Linked DNA regions of Ovis aries: region 1 is linked to region 2. The links are chromatin contacts, called in public Hi-C maps. All regions are on one chromosome and are shown on one strand. The core of a region is the stretch at or near the end of the contact, and the rest is flanking DNA. Distances in the headings are between cores, read along the strand shown. Region 1 holds the start of CD276 (CD276 molecule). Region 2 overlaps NPTN (neuroplastin).

Evidence for each region. A called contact is a pair of places that touch in the nucleus more often than the background predicts.
Region 1: a contact with region 2 is called in a Hi-C map of hypothalamus, with 1.8 times the contacts expected there. The contact joins the promoter of CD276 here to the enhancer-like site in region 2. A contact is called at or near these places in 3 of 16 Hi-C or Micro-C datasets (hypothalamus, liver and skin fibroblasts).

The regions. Positions count from the first base shown.
Region 1 is chr7:20,254,853-20,260,642 of ARS-UI_Ramb_v3.0, reverse strand. It overlaps CD276 (CD276 molecule), which reads right to left and starts at 2,148. Exons shown (of 10, transcript XM_027971575.2): 1 at 1,050-2,148. The coding sequence starts at 1,076. It overlaps NPTN (neuroplastin), which reads left to right and starts at 2,345. Exons shown (of 8, transcript XM_042252141.2): 1 at 2,345-2,608. The coding sequence starts at 2,518.
Region 2 is chr7:20,193,619-20,199,049 of ARS-UI_Ramb_v3.0, reverse strand. It overlaps NPTN (neuroplastin), which reads left to right. Exons shown (of 8, transcript XM_042252141.2): 6 at 4,526-4,547; 7 at 5,365-5,431. The coding sequence ends at 5,425. Among named protein-coding and RNA genes, the nearest start is that of NPTN, 62 kb to the left of the region's middle. Within about 2 kb of position 2,004, at least 7 of the 54 cell types and tissues checked have an H3K27ac peak or open chromatin away from gene starts, as enhancers often do. A contact at or near this core is called in hypothalamus, where this site is marked.

The sequences.
Region 1 (5,790 bases), core at 899-3,398, 61 kb before region 2:
TGATGACATTTTCTTCTAGGTAAAAAGAATCCTCATAACTGCAGGTTTTTAGAGTCGATGGTAACACTGTACTTTAAAATTTTCTTCCTGAATCACTTTTTGTAAGAAGCATGACACAGTGGGAAGAGCAGAGGGGCTGGAGTTAATATTGTAGCAGCAGCAGCAGCAGCAGCAGCAGCAGCAGCAATAGTATTTATCATTATCACCAACATTTGAGTGTTTACATGAACCAGAAACCGATCTAAACATTGTACATAAGTTTAGTCATTTACTGCTCTTAAATCATATGAGTTAAGTATGTATCAATACTATCATTAACATCATTTGACAGATAAATAGGATCCAGAGGGACAGGTCACTTGTCCAAGCCACAGTTAGTAGATGGTGGTGGCAGTAGTGGGGTGGACTTGTTTTCCCTACCCAGAATAGTCCAAGTTATGCAAGAGAAAACACCTCTGAATCTCAGTAGCTTAAGTCAATAGGAACTACCAGTTTAGCAGGAGGTCTGGGGTTTTCATGCTAACTTAGGAACCCAGGCTGACATAAGCTTCATTTTGACACATGCCAGTGATCATGATCACTGATCTCCATGCAGGGAAGAGAGTATGCTCCGGTGTCTTCAACTGAAAAGAAATCCTGCTTAAAAATGATGCATGTCACTTTTCACTGGCCTGGTGGAAGCAAGTCACATGCTATTCCCCCCTTCAAGAGGAAAGGAAAGGCACCCCTGCTGTGTTCCTAGAAGGAGGCAAACCAGATTTTTTTGGTAGTAATGATTACCAACACCATTCAGATCCTGGGTAATTTATGCCTCTCTCAGTCTCAATTTCCCAACCCACTAAACGAGCACCATTGTTCTGTAAGGATTCCTTGTTCAAAGTCTCCCCATCAGATACAGATTTTGATGATGAGGCAGGATGGTTGCATCCCATCAAAACTCCCATCAGCTGAAAATCCTGGTCTCACCAGGAGCCCTGTAGCCCTCCAGCCAGAGCTGTCTGCACAATGGCCTTTGTCCAAAGACACATGCCAAGCTTTTTATCACTCACCTGAGGTCTTGAAGGATAATGCTTCATTTAGGTCAACAATACGCCATAGTTGTAGCTTGCTAGAAAGCTCAGGCTGGAACCACCAGGTGTCTGGTTCACACTGAAAGCTTGAGACCACTTTGGCTTGAGTGAAGGTTATGGTGAATGCTCCTTCTTCCAGATTTTTCAAGTTTTCACTTCAAATTGAGTCAGGTCACCAGGACTGCTTACTTGGCCCCTCTCAGTTTCATTCCACAGACACTCCCCCGGATGTCTGCTCTGAGTCAGGGATGAGCTAAGACCCAGAAACTCCTTTAGCAACCAAGGACTGATGATGCTCAGGTTGTACCAAAAATATCCTTAGAAAGGGCATTCCCCAAACTTCCATCCAAACAGTAGTGACACTGCCAGAGCACCCAGCTGGTTCCTTTCCAATGGGTCGTTTTGCTGTGCAGTCATTTGCCCTCTTCCTCGCTCTTCTAATAAGCTGGGTTGTGAACTTCGTGATAGTAAGGACCACTTTTTCACGTAGGTTTCACGGCACACAGTAAGTACTCAGTAAATGTTTGCTGCACAAAAATACTTCTGAAGATATTTCGTATAGTTAATACATGTTGACTTCCTTGTAGAATTTAGTGCCCAAACTGCCTAACGAGCAATTAGTCTAGTTGATTTTCAGGCCTGAGATTCTAGGTAGTTAAAATAAGGCCAAAATGGGGGCGGGGGAATAGAAGGGCGAAGAAAAGGAGGACATTTCACGCAGAGGGAGATGAAGAAGCAGTAAAGCACAAGGTAATACCAGGCACGCGGAGTGCACCACTTAGCCTAGAAGGTTAATACAGGGGGTTAAAGTGGGAGGTTGAAGCCAGATGCGAGGAATAGGTCTAAGGTTAAAGTCCAGAAGGAAGTCCAGGAGGAAGAAATAATAGGAGTTTGATAGGGAACAATAAGAGTAAGGCCGGTGGTGCATTAAATTTTGCAGCCAAGACCTCCAACTAATGAAAGGCAGGATGGGCGGAGGAAATATATTCTCAAAGCTTCCTCTTATTTATGGGAGCTCCGACTTCGCAGAGGAATCAGCAGAACATAGAACCGTCGGTTCCCCAAGGCCAAGAAAGCCGGAGGAGCCCCGCCTCGAACCGTCACGTGGCCAGAAGCGCCCTTGGCACGTGACCCACCTCCCGCTAGGCCAATCAGCCTCTGCAGGGGCGGGGACGCGGAATCCGAGGGGCGGGGGATCGATTGAGCCTGCCTCCTCTCGCGAGCCTTGATGCTGTCGCTCCTCAGCCGCCCACGGCCCGGAGCGAAGGTCTCGCGAGGCTTGGGCGCTGCGGCGGTAGGAGGAGGACGGGGAAGGACGGAGCCCTGCCACGGCTGCCTCCCTCGCTCTCTCCCTCGCGCACTCGCCCGCCCCCTCCCTCCCTCCCCTCCCTTCCCCGGCCCCGGCTCCGGCCCCGGCCCATTCGCTGTTCCGTCTTCTGCAGGGAGGATGTCGGGCTCGTCGCTTCCCAGTGCCCTGGCCCTCTCACTGTTGCTGGTTTCTGGCTCCCTCCTCCCAGGGCCAGGCGCCGCTCAGAACGGTAAGCAGGGCGCCGGGGGCCGGCCGGGCGGGGGCTGAGGGACGGTGGCGGCCGGAGAGGGCATTTCGGGGCCGGAGGAGGTGGCGGAGTCCGGGGAAGGGGGCTGGTCGAAGTCTGAGGTGCTGCGGGCCCGACAGGACCAAATGCCGGTCGCGAGTTCGAAGAGGCGCGCGGGTGTGAGAACCAGAGGCGCCTGTCCGAGAGCTGGGGGCGTCCGATGAGAGCTTGAGGTGTTGCTAATTTAGAGGCTGCTCATCTTGGGGCTCGTCGCTCCGAGTCGGGGAGGGGTCCCCGAAGAAGCCGACCTGAGGAGCTGGAGTAGCGGGGGCGGATGAGGAAGGGGTGCAGTGTTTAAAGAAGGCTACACAAGACCGACATTTGTGTTTAAGGTGACAGAGAGTGGTATCAGGCTCCAGAGATGAACGGGGGTCCTGGGCGCTGGAGTCGTCCAAGGTTCTTCTGGGGCCCTGTAAGACTGGTGACATCCTTAAAAAATAATGAGACGTTGGGGGAAGGGAGTCCTGAAGAATACTGAGCAGAGTACTAGAGCCTTAAGGAGGGGGTAAGGAATCAGGGAGCCTTGGCTGTGGAGGTGGCGGGAAGGTGGGTGGAAAGCCGAGGTAGTGGGTTGACTGCAATAGGGGATCTGGAAAGAGGAGCAGCAGAAGCTGTAAACGAAGTGGGGGAAGAGGGCTGGGTTTGCTAAGGAGGGTGGAGTGTTGGGCATTCTAGGGTAGTGGTTGGGAGAGCAAAAAGGAGTTTCTAAATAAGGAGAGGAAAAACGAGCAGAGGATGGGGAGAAAGGGTTGAAACTGAGGTAGGGGGAATTATTTGTTAGAGAAATAAGGATGCCTGGCTATAGAAATGGAAGTAGGGGAAGACAGAAAATAAGGGAAGGGAGTAAAATGCAGGAAGCCGGGGGTGTAATGTTAGTTTGCAGTGTGGAGGATATATTAGGGAAGGGAGGAGCTGAGTTTTGGCAAGTGCTGTATGATATTGGTTGGGCCTTTCACACAGCTGAAACTGCAGTGGTGGGATTGAGGGCCGGCACTGGAGAGAGGGAGATGGAGGGAAGTGTGTTTTTAAGGTCGAAAAGTTTCAAAACAGAAGAGACATTATTTCTGAGGAACATAAAAGTAGTTCCTGGGATGTGTTCAGGGTACAGTGGAAAGGAGATGATTGAACTGAAGATAATTGAACTGGGTTTTGAACTGAAATCCCTTAGAGAAGATGGATACATGGTGGGAAGCATGGTGATGGGGGATCTAGACAAAAAAGATTCTGATTGTTAAAGATATGTGTTAAAATTCAGCTGCTGAATCAATCTTTTAGAGATGAGATTAGAAGTATTGTGAACCAGTTTCTGCTCTTGTGGAGACAGCCTTTAAGAAATTTCAAAAATATTTTTTCTAGGAAAAAAATTGTGAGGTTGAACTCATTCATGACTTTACTGGAAATTCTGTAAAAAACTGTAAAAAATTCTGAAAAACTGTAAATTCTTTTTGCTAATTCTTTGGTGTTTCTTTGTTGTTATGCTAGAATAGTTTAAAATTACTCTTGTTGGAATAGCTGAAATTAAAATGGCTTTCACTAAAAAATAAAATCAGTGATAAAGCTAATGGAGTTAAGCATTCTAAGGAGAATGCGTACTTAAAATGCTGAAGATTACACTGAAAATATATCAGTCAAGGTCGAAAAAGCATCAGTTAAATGTAAGTGTTTGTTGTACCAAATCATACAAATAAAATCTTATGTATGCTTCATGGCTTTGAATGATCACTGCAGGGGTCAGGAAGGAAACATTCTTCTATTTCTAGCATTGAATATGTGAAGCATATTGGGTATTTTACACTTCAAAGCATGAGGCCACTGTGGAAGGCAAGGTAGAGTTAGTCTGATTTGTCTCATCAGTTTTTAGTCTGTGTTACCAATAATTTCAGCTATTCAGTTTGTGGGAAAAGCAAGGTTTCATTAGGCACAATAGGCGAGAGATTTTGATCTTAACATGTTTAATCTCTGCGCTGGCACACAGCTTCTTAGAAAATTTATAATACAGTGAAATTGTAGTTTCTTAGCAACTAAAGCAAGGCTTTTGCATAGGCCTATGAAGACTCATCTGGCTATTCTCAGTGATATGTGTTCTAAATACAGCATAGTGCAGCCTTTTCCTTGAAATGAGCTTGAATTCAGTCACGTGACTCGTGAAGTGAAGCTGAGCTTGTAGTTGACCCAAATGAATGTAAATTTAATTCAAGAAAAAAAGGCTGTTTTTTGAGTTTGAGTCCATATAGGTAAGGATGCCTTTTTATAGCATGTCTGTAAGATTAAAATTTTCTATTGGTAATAGCTCTTCAGTAGTCTGACCTCATGTCTTGGGGTTTGTATTTTCTTATAGTGTTTCAGAAGTGGATACTGTGTTCTAGATGAACTTGAAAAGTTGGATTATCTATTTAAAATGATGACTTTAAAAAAGAAACCTCCCCAAACCTTGAAGTATTTCTGGTTTAAGTATGTGGTAGTTTAGATTGAGTGTAGATGCTTTTCAAAAGGTCTGTTGCATCATTCCTAAAGTGAAGAATTTGAATTAGATGACCCTTAAGGTCTCCTCTAGCTGTGATCCATGCCAGAGAGATTCAGGGCTTTTCATTCAGATAGGATTTGTTTCCCATCCAGATATAGACTTGTAGGATCATAGTTTCAAGTAAAATGCTTATTTAAGGTGTCATTTTAAAGGAAGAAGCCTGACCTAAAAAAGAAACTTCCTGGTAAGACTTTGAAAGCTTTAGACTGAAACTAAAATTGAATTTAGTTTAAACCAGGCAGTATTATATGATGGTCAAGAGCACAGACTTTGGATCCTGATAGACCTGGGTTTGAGCCCCATCTCTTAGACTGAGTGACCTTGAGTAATATGCTTACTACTTCCAAGTCTCAGTTTTATCATCTGTAAAATGGGGTTTATAATAATGCAGTCCCCTAGGGATGATGTGAGAATTAAATGAAACAGTTTTAAAGCACTTAGATGTCTGCCTGGCTTATAATTAGTTTTGGGGGAGTAAATTTTTACTATATGTAACACTTGTTACTATATGTAACATATGTTACTATATGTAACATATGCTACTTTACTATATGTAGCATAACAGTACTATATGTACTAAGTGTAGCATAACAGTACTATA
Region 2 (5,431 bases), core at 755-3,254:
TTTCTCCTTTGTCTTTCTCCCTCTTTTTCTCAGACTCCTCCCTATTCCTGCCCTCCCCTTTTTTCTTTTCTTCTGGAAGTAATTTTTTAAAAAAAAGTTCCTCCATGACTTTTCCTTATGCTGTGTCTTTTTCTTCTTTAGCCAGTTTCCCCTCAACTCCTGTGCAATTCACAAGAGCAAACTCACCTCATGTGCTTTCCTCCCATCTGCCCTGCCTCAGATTTACATACAGATATATGCATACACTCCTTTTGGGAATGAATGAAGAGGTACATTATACCTGATACAGATTTGGAATTTTAGAGGTGATAAATTTTTTACCTATCAAATGACCGTTCATAGCTCTGTGTTGACTTATTTATACCATTGTGAAAATTGTTTTTTTTTTTTTTTAAAGAGGCCTGACATGCTTTTTCTTTGCCAATGGGTATACTATTCTCAAGATACAGCAATAATGTATTTCTAACTCAACCTTTTTTATATGAAAAAAGTTTATATAAAAGTCATAGTATTTATATTTGGGCAGTTTATGAGTTTTTTATAACTTAGCACTATATTAGAAAAGCACTAAGGGAATAATACAAAAGTATAGAAACACAAATTTCAACTTACATAGTTCAGCCTAAGTTTCACTAGAAAAGCAAATACTGCTTTAAATTTCTTACATAGAAAATACTTAGGGTTAATGTTTAGCAGCTTAAAAGGCCCATAACTTTTTGTCTACTAGAAAAAGTAGAGTGTTTTTAGGACATTTTGTAGTGAAACTTATATCTAAATCCCTTAGGTCCCTATTATGGTGTCTTTGAGGATTAGTGCCCCAATAGGTTGTCTTGTACGTAGATTATCTGCTTGTCACCTTTTACTGTCAATATTTTTAATAACAGATGAATCATGGAGCCAAGTGAGGGCTTTGTTTTTTGTTTACTCACCTCCTGACTACATTCTTTGAAAGTGTTAAATGATATTTCTCTAAAAAGACTAAATACAGCTAGCATCCCTCTAGTCTTCTATCCATCTTACTGCTGGACACATGTTTGGAGCACACCGTCTGTGTTGATTCCCTGCTGACTGAACCCAGAGGGTGAATAGAGTATGCTTTCAGCTCTCTCCCCAGTACCCTGAGGAGATGGGGAGTGAGCCTGCTCAGCTGTTGGGGCCTTCAGTTCTACTGCACATTTTACTGACCTTGAATGAAAACAGAAGCTGATTTAATAAAAGTGTTGGCATCAAAAAGAGTCTTCTACATTCACCATTAGGGAGATAACCTTTATAAGCAAGTATAGGCACTTTTCCTTTAAGTTACTGGTACGAAAGATACTTGCAGTTTTGTGGGAACCATTTTTAGTGGCTGTGATGTATCCAAACTCTCTTTGACACTTCAGAATTAAGAGCTAGTCTAATGTGCCAAAATCAATTAGATGGTCAAAACATTGGTAGCATATGAAGCTTTACAAAGGCCAGGAATGTTGGGAAAGAAATAGGAATTGTAAAAATGATGCATGAAACACGTGTTGTCTCTTAAGCAGGGGTCATCTGAGCCAGTAACAAGTTACCTTATGAAGAAAATATAATAGGACTGAACAAGGAAGCAAATTGGAAGTAATTGTTAATCTTTCTTGGGTTTTGTGCTACTCTTCTGAGATCTTGCAAAATTTAAGTGGTTTTAGAAACCATAAAAACCTCATCCTCAGTGAGATGAGGCAGTGAAAAAGGAGCTTTGACCAATCAACTCATTTTGACATTAAAGCCATCTTTTTTGAGATGGTGGTATATCAAGTAAGCTGCTATTTACTAGGCATCGCAGAGCACCCTTCCAGATTCTGGGGCAATGTAGGCGAAGGGGAGTGAGGGTTCTAGTGCATTCGATCGGGTAGACAACATTTAGCTGAATCAGTGCGTGAAACAGCCCCACCAGGAACTTCACTCATAAGATGGATTCCAGAAGCATCTTGTTTCCATTATCCCCCAGCCCTCTTCCTCATTTAGTCAGTGGCTGTGAGTAATACCCAGCTGGAGAGAGTAGTCATTGTTTAAGTGGCTGTCTTTTGGCCTGAGGGTTTGGGGGTATGTTGATACTTGTCGGTTACTATGACTTCTTTTTTTTCCCCCCTCAATTGCATCAAACCCTTAAAACATGGTGGTAAGTGAGTGATATGCATGCTTTTGGAGTTTGTTTAATCTCCGCTTCAGTCTATACGATGCACAGTTCATAATGTTAACACTTTTCTTCAAGTTTACTTCATTCACTTTCACAACTAATTTGGATTTCAGTTTGCTGTTTAATCCTCATTTACTTTAATTTTCGTACCTTTTTTCTGTAGTTCTGTTCTTTCCCTCTCTGCCGATTTCCCTGTTAGAGGTCAACTTGTTATTTTGTTTGACCTGTAAAGAGAGAGTGGTACTGCAGATAGTGGTTCAGTTTAGGGAAATGGGAGACTTGAGGCTCTTCGTTCCTTGTAAATGTGAAAGTGAGTTTGGGGAGAGAGACGAAGGGGCTGTGAGATGTAGACACTGTTGGGAACAGCAGCTGCTCCCATTTGCAGGCATGGTGGCAGCTACACCAGAGCCACTCTTGGTAAAACCCTTTCATGCAGCCCTTTTGCACATTAATCGGCTTGTTGGGCTGGGAAATGACGTTATTAGTCAGGCACAAGGGTGTACATACATCCACATTACTGAAGAAAGAAAAGCTCATGGTGTGAAGTGCTTGGGTTGGTGCTGACATTGTCACGCTTTGAAAAGATGAGCTTGGCGGGATCGCGATTCCCTCTCCCCTGCTTTTTTTTTCTCTTAAAATTGGGAGTAGATTGGTGATATTCTTGAATCAGCTATCTTGCTTTAGAATTTTGTGTTTTCGGGTACACAGCCAGAGCACTGAAAATACTCTACGTCTGCTCCCGTCAGTCCTGCAGTGCTTAGTTCCTAGCATGTAGCTGAGCTGGTGTGGCCGGGGCGCTGAGAGCGTTGGTTGATTGTGCTGAGGGAGGATCCAGGCCAGGCTCGTGTGTCTCAGTGCCCGATGCATCTCTGTACAATTCCACCGTATAACAGCGCACAGCTGTCTTGGGTGTCTAAGTCTTAGTGCGTTCTCTGTACTGTTCAATAGTGTGCTGTTTTAGTAGTAGAATCCTGTGGACACTGGTGTGTCACTAGCCTATTGTTTTGGCTGATAAGTCATTGGTTTGTGGTTAGTTTTGTTTCTGTTTTTGTTATTTTTTGTTTGTTTTTTTTTTTTTTTTTGAAATCTTTTTTGCTCCAGTCACTGTGTGTGCTGGCGGTGGCTTTGCCTCTCCGTTGCCTCGAAGGAACAGGTGGAGCAATGTCTCCCTCTGACAGACATTACTCCTGACGTGTGCTCCTGCAGATGCCTACACTGAGACTGTAATCTCCATAACTGCTTCATGTGCACCAAGCCCCCTTGTGGAATCCTGCTGAGAGTTTTTCTAGAAGCCTTCAGTTCTGAATCATTTAGTCTACCTGACTTTTGTAAAATAAAAAGAAACTAAGAGCACTTAACTTGTTCCCCCACCTTTATGGGCCTTTAAAAAAATCTTGTGTGTCTGTGTACATACACACACACACACACACACACACACACACACACATATACACACACACATATAACCCTGATTAAAGGGAACCAAGTTGCCCTTAGTTGAAACAGGGAAGAAAAACTTGGTAAATCAGAATCAGAAAATACCAATTTAAGAAGGCACCTAAACTCCAGATAATATAAGTGTTTTGATTAAAAAAAAAAAAAAAAGATAACTCATGGCTCATCTGGGTTCAGGTTCTGGTTTTGGCCAGGGCGCAAGAATGAGCCTGTTTTTCTGTCTGAAGTCTTCTCTAGAGGGATGTCAGCACTACTCAGCTTTCTCTGGTTGGTTACAGAGCATCTTCTGGTCTGCATATGCTTGCTGCTGGCACAGCCCAGCCTGACTGACCCACTATTAGATTGAACTGTTGTGGCTTCCTCTATCTTATTCTCCAGACTCCAGACACTCGTAAAGATTACAGAACAGCAAGAACAGTGTCCTGTGGGGAAGAGAGGATGTGTGGCTAAACGTATGGCACATACACATCCATATCCATCTTACTTTGCAGGATTGAGTCAAAACTATGCATGCATTCACCACAAGAAAACAAACAGCAGGATTTTACAACTGAAATGTTGGTTTGTCTTCTCATCTATATAAGAGTGAACCACTGGAACTTGGGGACAAGATGAGTATAATAATATTGCAGCCTATCTGTCCGCTACAGTTGCAGTTTTTCATGACAAGCATTCAAAGTGTTAACTAAAACCATTGAAACAACATACCTGCCATTAAAAACCTGAATCTAGAAATAATAACTCCATGAGTGTTTTGCACCTCCAGATGGAATGGCCTTGAATAAATGCTATGAATAGCCATGTTTGCCACTTGCCGTTTGCTGTTCTATTAACCCTGATGTAGAGTCTCACAGTTTTCTCCCTTCTTCTCCTCTCTCTCAATGGATTATTAAAACCTGGATACCTGTGTAGATGATGAACCAGCTGGGCCAATGTAAGTACTTTATTGGACTTTGGTTCAGTAGTTACTGGTTGGGTTATTTTATATTTACAGTTTAATTAAAGGGCATAGCTAAGATTGTAGGGGAAGACAGTGAATGGAAAGCAGTGTTGCCGTGTAGACTTCTTAGCTGGACATGGAGCTGACTGATAGCCCTTTGACTCCCAGGACAGGCTGTACAGTTTTGTTCTTAGTAGCAATCTAAAGTGGAATACCATGCAAAAAAAATGTTTAAAATTTTGCACACCCCATATGTTTAAATTGATACTGTGGGGGAAATGACGATTATATATGAGGCTTTAGGTTTTGTTCAAGCTAGACTATAGCATGGATAAACTGCCTGGCTCCATTAAATTGTGGGTATTCAAGAGAGACAGAACTACAAATTTTGAATCAGTCCAAGATTTGCAGTCTTTCTTAGAGCTGGGGACTAAGAAGTCAGAGGCAGAAGTGTGCCCAAATTAGTTAAGTGCCAGAGAGCACAGCGCTGCCTGTATATAATTAAGAAGAGACGAGACAGTGGTGGTAAGTAGAGAAAAAACTAATCACTCACTTTTGTCGTAATTATAGTTTATAAATCAAAGCCCACGTTACCTGGGTATTATCTGCCTTGGGAGTCAAAAGGATTGATTAAGGTTGTAGGTACTTTACACAGGGTGTATTAATTGTGTATTAATATCGTGCAGTAAAATTTCTTACTATACCAGGGATGGCAGTAAGTGAAAGAGTCCCTGTATTTCCATGTGTTATACTTTGAAAAGTTGCTACTGACCTTGAGTTTAACTCTTGTAATGCAATTTTTCCTCCAAAGGAAAACCAACTCTACCAACAATCACAAAGATAAAAACTTGCGCCAGAGAAACACAAATTAAATACTA